Regions from separate parts of the Mus musculus genome. Here region 2 is linked to region 1. Evidence: chromatin contacts called from public HiChIP or PLAC-seq data. All regions are on one chromosome and are shown on one strand. Each heading gives the region's core, a stretch centred on a gene start, on an enhancer-like site or on the middle of the called end of the contact. The rest is flanking DNA. Distances are from core to core; before and after follow the strand shown.

Region 1 (4,862 bases), core at 1,108-3,607:
ACAAAACTGGAGATGAGAAGAAGCACTCCTTTTGTTGAAACTGAAACTGCTACCACTCATCTCTACATCTACTCTGCTAAGTTTCTAGAAGCTGCCTAGGTTTCCTATGTATGTACCTACGTACGTATGTATGTATTTTAATAACTCATTGCAACTTGTATTGATTTTACAAGAAGAGTCAGTGCAGGCTGCCATCTGTCTAGCTAGGCTCCCTGTACTTCTTGAAGAGTACCATGTGCCTACACTCCCTGAAGGAATGGAGAAATGGATGCCTGAGTGGATAGACAGGGAGACCGACAATCTCTAAAAGAGTCTTTAGCCACTGCCTCCTGACACCCATCCTATCTACTCTCTGGATCTCCGTGAGTCTGGATCATCAAGAAACACCCTCGATTTTCTTGTAGCAAACAGTTAACATTCCATCTAGTTAACATTTCCTCAGGCTTATCCTCTTGCTGAATAAGTTCCTAATCCCTTCCTAGATAATTAAAGGAAAGCACGCTAACAAAATAAAACCTAATCAGCCACAAAGACTTCCGTTCTAAACCTATCCCCCCTCGCTCATTCTTTTCTCTTGGACCAGAGTGTCTGGTGGTAAGTGGACTTACAGCCCTGTGCCTCCAGGACCTGTCTAGGAGGTGATAAGTACTTAACCTTTCAAAAAGAGGACCATGTGGTGTTGATCTATTCCAAATCTTTTGGCCCTTTATTCTAGTAAGCCTACTTTCTAGAGGTATTTATTAAAAAGGAATCAGTCACCAGGCTGAGATACACTGACAGCTTGTCCAGGGATCTTGGACAAGTCACTTTGATTCATGCTAGGTTCATTTTTAGGCTAAAGGAGAGGAAACATAGGTCCCTGGAAAAAGTAGGAAAAGTGTCAAAACCATGAAATCTTTGCAATGTCTTCATTCAGCTCCTAATCTCCGGGTTGTCTTCCAGGTGGAAGGTGACAGTCTCTGCCTACTCAATCAAAGGCAGCACTCTTACCAGCAGCAGCTACATCTCTGCTCTCCAGCCTTGAAGTGGTAACTTCCTTTTCCCCACTTGGTGTGCACCCAAGCCTTCTACAAGTGGATCAGAAAGAAGGCCAAATGTTTCTGCTTGAAGAGGAACCTATGTCTCAGCGTGATACAGCATAGTACAGGAGGCCGAAAGGCTTGTCCTGTTAACAAACTGAATCTATCTTTACCCATTAACCAAGAGACCACCTGCCTGCCTGTCAGCCTGTCTCCTTTCCCTCTTCCCCACCCCCAGGTGTGATCAGAGTTAGGAGGTCAGGCCCTCACCTGAACTAGAAACTGTTTGTACCATCTTTCTCTCAAGGAGCCTTCTGGGAGATGCATAAAGTGGGGTGGAGATGAGGCTACCTAAGGCCCTTCACCTCCTCACCTGTGCCCCTTGGGCAGTACACTGAGGTTTGGTCTCCTTGTCCTAATGATGGCCCAGATGGAACAGTGTCAGAGATTCCTTCTGTGAAAAAGGGCCCCCATCAAAAGGACCTAACACTGCTTCTTGCTCCAAGGAGACGCCAAGGGCCTTAAAGGGAGAGAGGGAGGTACAGTTTTCGAAACTTAAGATGGAAAGCAACACAGAGGGAAGTAACTGAGAGAGGTGAAGGTGAGAGATGGGAGAGATGACAGCTAGAGTAGGCAGCTAGAGAAGCAGAAAATGAAGAGCCAAGGGGAATACAAAAGAGTCAGAAAGAAGAGAGCAGAGTAGAGAAAGCTGACTGACAGCAAGGCGCAGGAGTGTCAGAGAAGCAAGGAAGACAAAGGGGACCCTCAGGTCTTTTTAACTGGTTTGGCCTCTTAGAGACACCTGGTACCCAAAAGAAAGCCCAAGGAGTCGGAACGGGAGGCAAGAGCAAGCGGTGGCTCCCTGGCCCCAGCCGCCCGGCCTCTCCCGGAACCAGCCCCAGGTCCGCCCGGTCCCAACGCCCCTCCCGGCCCGCTCGCTCACCTGCCAGCGCCAGGATCTGGGCCTTGTGGAGCAACAGCGCGCCCCAGTCCCGAGGGGCACGCGGGGGACTCTCGGGCTCGGCGCCCAGCTCCTCCGGGCCCCGGTACACCGCGTACACCTTCTGGTTGTCAAAATCCAGTCGCGAGCGGGGACTGAAGTCGCGCACGCACGACACGGGCAGCGCGTAGCAGACGTTGTCCTCCAGGAACCGCACAAAGGCGTACATGGTGGGCGCCGGGGGCGGGCCCGGGCGCCGGTCAGCCCGTGGGGCGGTGCGGAGGTGGGGACCCCTAGAGGGGCGTGAGCCGCAGCCGGGCCGGGGGCGGGGAGGCTCCCCGGGGCCCCGGCTCCCCCCACTGTTATTGTTCCTGAAAGCCCCGCTCTGCCAATCGGCTGCTCTCGCCTGGGCGCGGAAAAGGGAGGGGAGTGGAGAGAGCCGGGCGAGGGGCGGATGAGGGGGTTTTGAAGCACACCGCCACTTGCGAAGTCAGACCCGAGCAATCACAGCCGGAGTGCGATTGCAGTAAGGTGGGGAAAGAGCATATATGATAGTAGCGTTAGAGGATAGGAGGAGCGCTGCTAAAAGTCGCTTTCGGGCGGATTCAATAGTTTAGTGTTTCGAATTTAGCTAAGCGCCTCCGTTCCTTCAGTCCACCCTCCAAACCCATTTCCCCCTTTTCTCTTTCTTTTGCAAAATTGCCAGCACCTGCTGTGAGGGTCAGTGAGCCAGAAACATTCCCCTAGAGCTGCCAAACCAGTTTTTGGCCAGAACTAGAGTAATCTGAGGTTTCCAGTTGAACCAGCTGCTGGGATACCAGAGGGTTAGACCAGGGCTGTTTTTATCCTAAGGGAGCAGCGGCACCCCTCTTCCCTGTGGTCTTTCTCCATTGAGGAATCGCCTCCACTACTTGTTGATTCTGGGCTGGAACAGTTGGAATGAAACAAGGATGGAGGGCTCTAGGGAGCCAGAGCAGAGGCCGGACTTTCTGGAGTCAGTTGAGTTCAGGAGCCAAACTGGGCAGAACAGCAGTCCCTTCTCTGTTTCCAAAATCACAGATGAGAACCTGGAAAGGTTGGTTCCTGCAGACAAACCACACCTTCCAGAGAAAGAAGGCTGAGAGTTGTACTTGTTCTGTATTGTATGCTTACAGGGAAACTGAGCTATTTATATTCCAATTGTCTAGCTCAATACCAGGGTATTTGTCAGAGAGAGATTGGTGAATTTTGGGGGAAGGATAAACAGAATTTCACATACATCCATTCTTCCACTTATTCTTTTATTCAAGTAACTAATATTTTTCTGAGCACACACTCCATGTTATATTGTAGGCTTGGTGGTCTATAGAAAGAATAGATACCTAGGACCTTGTAGTATTTACTAAAGTATTAGAACTTGAATCTCAGTTGGATCCTATGTCAATATTAAATTACTGTCTGAATAACCCATTTTTTCTGCTACTTGTAATCTTTCATTCTAGTCTGAGAGCATTAAGAAAGCTTAATAATGAGGTTATAGTGAGAAAAGTATTCTCATAAAGGCATGCATAAAGGAGGTGGTAGATTTAACGAAATGCTATGTTTTTAAAAACTCATTTAAATAAATTTAACCTGTAACAAAACAAGTGCACTGAAATGTTTATTATGATTCTGAGTTTCTTGCATAGGTGAGAGATTTTGTTTTCTCTTGTACTCTTTATGCTCATATTCCACATACACACATTCTTGTTGCTAGTCCTCACAATAATAATAAAAGGCATTTAACCATTTTAAACTTTAGGCACTGTGCTCACATTCCAAATCAGCTATACTCATGATAGAGATAAAGCCAAACTCCCAAATTCACTTCATTGTGATTTGAGGAGTACTTTATACTGTTGAACTCCACACAGCTCTCAAAGCCTGAGTAGCAGGTCAGATAAAGTTCCCTTAAAGCAATCCATTGGTTATATCCAGTCAACTGAATAGGTCTTCAAGCCATCCTGATGAATAATTTCATCCTCACTTATCCGATGACTCTGAGGTGTTCTGGAAAATATGTTCCCCTGATTATTATTTATTTTTGACTATGGATTATTTTAGAAATACATCACTTTGGTGGTCAAGGGAATTTAATGAGAAGTAAGATTCTGGTAGCTCATAAGATGAGGCATGCAAAGTTGGCCATATTTAATGACAATCCATGAGACTGCAGACCACATTTTCAAAAATAACTTCAGGTAGCACTCTAGCACATCTCTGCATCTAAGTGAGGGTCACCCCAAAATATCAATTTCATTTTTCATCACTTTCCTGGACACAGCCCACTCCAGAGTCTGCATCAATTATTTAGCATTTCCCAACCTAGCATGACCACAGCCTTGTGCTGGCTTCTTACCCTCATCCTAGGAAGTTCTTCTTTACTGAGTGCATGGCCACCTCAGCTATCCCTGAAAACCAAGTCAAATGCCTTCTCTTTCCCCAGTTCCCTACACTGTTCAAGAACCAACCAGGCACCTTCCAATTTTATCCCAGCATGGTTGATTTCCTCACTGTGTCAGAGGTCAGAGAACTGTGACACTGCTCTATACTTTCACCCTCACAAACCGAGGAGTCCCTCAAACACTTTAAGGATCTCAGGTCTGGCCAAACTGGGATTTGTGGCTTCTATGCTGAAATGATTTTAGCACTATGAAGCAGAGTGGTCTGTTTTATTAAAGATGTTTTAATGTAGGCTTAAGTACAAGGGTTAAGAGAGAAAGAGGTGCTCAGGGGAAGGAAGTAAGACTCACCCAAGGGCTTGGGTGTGTGCTCCTCTGCAAGACAATCACAAAAAGTAACAAATACTCAGATGGAGGTAGGGTTTACTCAAGGGAGTTTCAATTGTTTTAGCATCAGCCATGTCTACCAGTTTTTTATTTTTT
Region 2 (4,862 bases), core at 1,569-4,068, 3.0 Mb before region 1:
GCTGTCTGCTGGAGCATGACAAAGATCAGAGACTAAGACCAAGACACTGGGGACCGACCGCTAGCTAGGCTGGCAAGTCGGTTCTTACCTGGGAGAAGTTGAGCCCATTGAGAGGATGGCACTGCTCCTCAACCCGCTCCACAGCCCCTGTGCTCTTCTTCATCTTCTCAGCCTGCTGGGCCAGGTAGAGGTCCAGCACAGGCACACCTCGGGAGCGCACATCTGTCTCCGTGAGGGAGTTCACCATGAGCATCACCCACACGGGCCTCTTGCGCTCCCAGTTACCAGCAATGGCATTGAACAGGTAGTCAGCATACAGCCCCTTGCCGCGCTGTGCTGGCGTCATCCAGGAGGGGATCATCAGCTTCACATAGTCCAGGTGGCGCTTCAGGCGCCAGTAGAGCTCCCTTGGCAGCACGTCCTGCAGGTTCTCCCCATGGGGCAGCAGCTGGCAACTGGCCAGGGCTGAGATGGTATAGGGATCTGTCAGATCCAACTCAAAGTAGACGTGAGTGCTGGCCTGGAAGGCTGCTTTGGAATTATCAGGGATGAAGTCCCAGACTCGGGTATAGGGAACGTGGATGGTGCCAAACAAGTAGGCTGGAGGATGGCGCCGAATAGTCCACAGGAAGGAGTTCAGGTCCCTCTGCTACATGGAGAGAGAAGAAGAGAGGCAGATCAGTGAGGCCAAAGGCAGCAGGGCAGAGCCAGGGTTGGCACTGAGAGATTGCAGGGGTAGATGGGGCCAGAAGGCAGAGGCCCGCTGGCAAGGGCTTTCCAAGCTAAAAGTTCCACATTCAAATGCTGGCTTTGTCCTTTCTTAGTTGGATAATTTGTAGTATATCATTCTACTTCCCAGACTCAGTTTCCTCTTCTGCAAAATGGGGGTGAGAATGGGAGTTATTGGTAGGAGTGAAAAACAGAACATACATATCTGAAGCCCTCAGAGTGGTGCCAGGCACGGAGGAAGTGGGCAACGAAAGGAGGCTCTCTTTATGACTAGCTTTCACTGTGAAAGCCAAGGGCTGCCACACCACCTGAGAACATTCATGCTTGGCCAAGCCAAACCTTCACCAGGGTGTTTCATGTGTAGGGTGGGGGGGGGGGGACCAAGAGTCCTGCTCTGGCAAGAAAAGAGGAAGTCATATAACTTTTAAATACAGCCATTAGAAGACACATGCCAAGAGTACTCTGAAAGCAGAACACCTATTAAAAATAGCACACCTATTTCAGCAGCTCCTTCCCGTTCATCGGGTGGGTAAGGCTTTCTTCTTGGAGGGCAGGTCACGGGTGTTAGCTACTTTGCTCCACTCACTGAGACCATAGGTGAGAAAGGGTTTTAAAATCTTGCAAAGCCAAAGCAAGTCTCAGTTGCTGGTGTGGGAGGAGAGGATTTCATAGAATTAACCCCAGGAAGCATACATATTCTGGGTGCTTTCTAAACTCCCCCCACCAAAAAGGTGAGCCTAGCTCTCCATTTCCAAGTCTGTCTTTGTCTGTGACCTAGGCACACACTATGGTTGTTTTTTCCAGTATCAATTAGGATTTGGAAAGAAACAGGAGTAGGGGACTATCTCCCAAGCAAAGTCAGTTTCCATCTAGAAAAGTCCCTGGAGTGACCACTGACCACTTAACAAACTTTAGGTCAACTCATAACATATTCCTCCCTGATTCTGGCACAAATGAAAAGTATTTATTGTGGGTGGTGGACACAGAACCATAGTTTACCAACAAACCTTACAAATGTGAATGCACAATAGACAGTGCCTACCAGCTATCCAGCTGGTTTCTTGCACAAGGCAGACTGCTAGCTGTGCACCTTGCCCAAGGCCAACCTATGCCCTGCTAATAGGGTAGCACAGGAAGATCCTGCAACAGTATTCTCGTCTCCTGGCATCTAGTTCAGGATGATTGCCAACGCATTAATCTATATTTGAAGATAAGGGCATTGCAGGAAAAAATATCAAGAGATGCCGGGTTTGGAGAGGAAAGTTGGGAGAAGCAATAATTACTTGGTGCCCTTAGGAAAATATTAGACAAGCAAGTTCATCCTGTCATTTCCGTTTCTCTCCTATGATATCTTACCCTTTTCAGGAAACAGGGGCATTTGGGACAATCGGTACTGGGTAGGGTCTGGGGTACAGAGGGAGAGGAGTGAGAATGAGCACCAGGGTTGGAGGATCCAGCCTTAGGTCAGAAAAAGGGTCAAGGAGAGGGAGGGATGCCTGGCCTGGGGCACTGTGTGAATGAAACAGCAAAAGGGTTGGAAGTCAGGGTGTAGAAAAGGGTACTAGGTGTTGGGAAGATGAAGTCAGAAGAAGGCAACCAAAGGGTAAAGGTAGGATAAAAGACAGGAGAGTTAGAAGCGGACACAGAGAGGGGATCCATCCAACCAAGACCAAAAGTCTAGGGGAAACTGTCCGCGAGTGGAGAAGGAACCATCTGGGCTGGGCTCAGACTTGGAGTCCGGGAGGACAGATGCTAGGGAAGGGAGCCCAGGCTGTGCCCAGAGGGCGGAGGTGGAGCGAGTGGGCTGAATGGAGAAGGCTGGTCCCAAACCCTGGCCCCTCAGGCTGGAGTGTCCAGGCAGGCGGGAGAGTGGCAGGGCTGGTGCTCGCTCACCGATCCAGGCGGCCGGCACTGTCCTCCGTCGGGGGGTTGCGGACGGGCGCGGGCGGTGGCAAGGAGGGCGGCTAGCAGCGGCCCCGCCAGGGCGGCGTGCATCCTGCCGGGGCCCGCGGGACGCGGGGGTCCCTCTTGGGCAGCGCCCCCTCAGCAGGGCGGGGAGCCCCCAGCTGGGCACCGAGGATCTTCTGGAGCACAGGGCTCCAGGCGCGAGATGCTGGGAGCCCGCTGGGGCGTGGCTGGATGTCCCTGTCGGACCTGGGGGTCTCTCTGGGGCGGGGCTCCGGTCTGTTGGAAGAGGGGGATCCTCTGGGGCGGGGCCCCTCACCAGGGCGCGCAGCCGGGTTGGCCGAGCCCCGGAATTCTGAGAGCGCGCAGGGGTCCTAGAGCGCGTGGGGGTCCCGGAGCCGCGTCAGGGTCCAGGGGTACGCGGGGCTCCTGGGGCAGTCCTGAGATTCCAGGGTGAGCGGGGGAACTCGGGTTATGCTGGGCACCCGGGGCGCGCAAGGGTCCCAGGGGTGCGCGGCGCTCCAGGGGGCGCGCAGTGGGACAAGTGCGGCAGAGGGCGCGGCGGGGCGGGGGTCTGCTCTGAGGTGCCGGGCTGCCCCCGAGCCCGGCTCAGAGGGGCGGCGGGCGGCCGCGCGGCCGCTGCCCGGGCTCCGCCATGCTGCTCCGCGGCCGGGAGGGAGGGAGAGAGGAGGGCGGGAGAGCGGCGCGGAGCCGGGCCGGGCGGGGGGCTGGGGCCGCCGGGCGGGGGAGGGGAGGACCCGGCGCGGGAGGCGGGGGGCCGGGGCCGCGGCGGGCCGGGCCGGGCCGGGCCGCAGGGAGTCGGAGCGAGCTCGGCGCCCGGGCGCGGCGAGGCGGGGTCTGCCGGGCATGGCAGGCGCTCGCTGGCTCCGCGCTCGCTCTCTCGCTCGTTCCCTCGCACGCGCGCGGAGGGAGGCGAAGCCCGCAGCAGCCACTTCCCAACTTTCCAAACTTCCCAGCGCAACTTTTTCCTCTCCTCCCCTGCCTGCGCCTCCTCCCTCCTCCCTCTCCTTTCCTCTCCTCTCTCCAGCTCTGCGCCGGGATGTAGCTCCTGAGCGCTACCGCCAGAGGGCGTCTGGCTCAGTGGACCTTGGGTTAAGGTGGAAGTCCAATGGTCAGGCTGAGACAAATTTGGGAACATGGGCCAGTTTCTCAGAGCACATCTGCGAGGCCTGGCGAGAGTAAGCAGTTAACAGGACAGGATTTGTGTAGGCACTTCGAGGTATATCGGAGAATGAGATGGTCACTGGAGATCCAGAAAACGTGGTATTTGCTTACAACGTTTTGTCATGCTGCTGTGCCTAACACCACCACATGTGTTCCTAGGCACTCTGCAAAGACCCACTACATTAAATTAAAACATGTCTAAAGAACATAAAACAATTAGAATTCCTTGGAAGCTCCATTCAGTCAGTCATTCTCCTGTCTGTTTCTCTGGGTGTACACACACACACACACACACACACACACACACACCGCTGTTGTTAAACAAGATTTGCTAAGACTCTATCCTGATATTGGAGGTTAAAGATAAATTGTGTGATATTATCAGAAGTCTATAGCTGACAGACATGATGAGATATGCAAGTAGACAATTAAAATACAATCATAGCAGAAGACCAAGAAAAGGCAGGCAGAGGAAGGGTTCCTGAGGCAGGCTCAATGGACCTCAGGCTAAGAGGTGGAAGTCAGGCTGAGACAAATTTGGGGATATGGGTGAGTTTCTCAGAGCAGATCTGCGAGGCCTAGTGAGCATAAGCAGTCAGCAGGACAGGCTATGGGTAGGCACTTTGAGGTATATCAGAGGTGCCCTGGAGTCAGGGCAAAGCCCTAGGAGATGATCTTTAAGATCTTTAAATCAGCAGTAGCTAATAGAAGGGAGTGAAGTGGCCGGGTGTGGTGGCGCATGCCTTTAATCCCAGCAGCACTCAGGAGGCAGAGGGCAGCCTGGTCTACAAAGTGAGTTCCAGGACAGCCAGGGCTATACAGTGAAACCCTGTCTTGAAAAAAGAAGAAGAAGAAGAAGAAGAAGAAGAAGAAGAAGAAGAAGAAGGAGGAGGAGGAGGAGGAGGAGGAGGAGGAGGAGGAGGAGGAGGAGGAGGGAGTGAAGCAGATGGATCACCTGCTGCCAAGGTATAAAAGTGGGATAAAAGGGCCTTCAAGGGACTGCCTACAGAAAGCAGATGGCCAGAACCTGTGTCATCATGCCA

Evidence for each region. HiChIP or PLAC-seq counts read pairs in DNA pulled down with a chosen protein or histone mark.
Region 2: a contact with region 1 is called in an H3K27ac HiChIP or PLAC-seq map of embryonic stem cells, with 10 times the contacts expected there. The contact joins the promoter of Trabd2b here to the promoter of Bend5 in region 1. A contact is called at or near these places in 8 of 39 promoter capture datasets (cranial neural crest, embryonic stem cells, hematopoietic stem and progenitor cells and 4 more) and 1 of 115 datasets of contacts at active chromatin or transcription factors (embryonic stem cells).

Annotation. Positions count from the first base shown.
Region 1 is chr4:111,412,501-111,417,362 of GRCm38.p6, reverse strand. It overlaps Bend5 (BEN domain containing 5), which reads right to left and starts at 2,357. Exons shown (of 6, transcript NM_026279.3): 1 at 1,963-2,357. The coding sequence starts at 2,188. The region is part of intron 6 of Agbl4 (ATP/GTP binding protein-like 4); the gene reads right to left.
Region 2 is chr4:114,404,680-114,409,541 of GRCm38.p6, reverse strand. Trabd2b (TraB domain containing 2B) reads right to left here and starts at 2,818. Exons shown (of 7, transcript NM_001085549.1): 1 at 2,623-2,818; 2 at 89-649. The coding sequence starts at 2,724.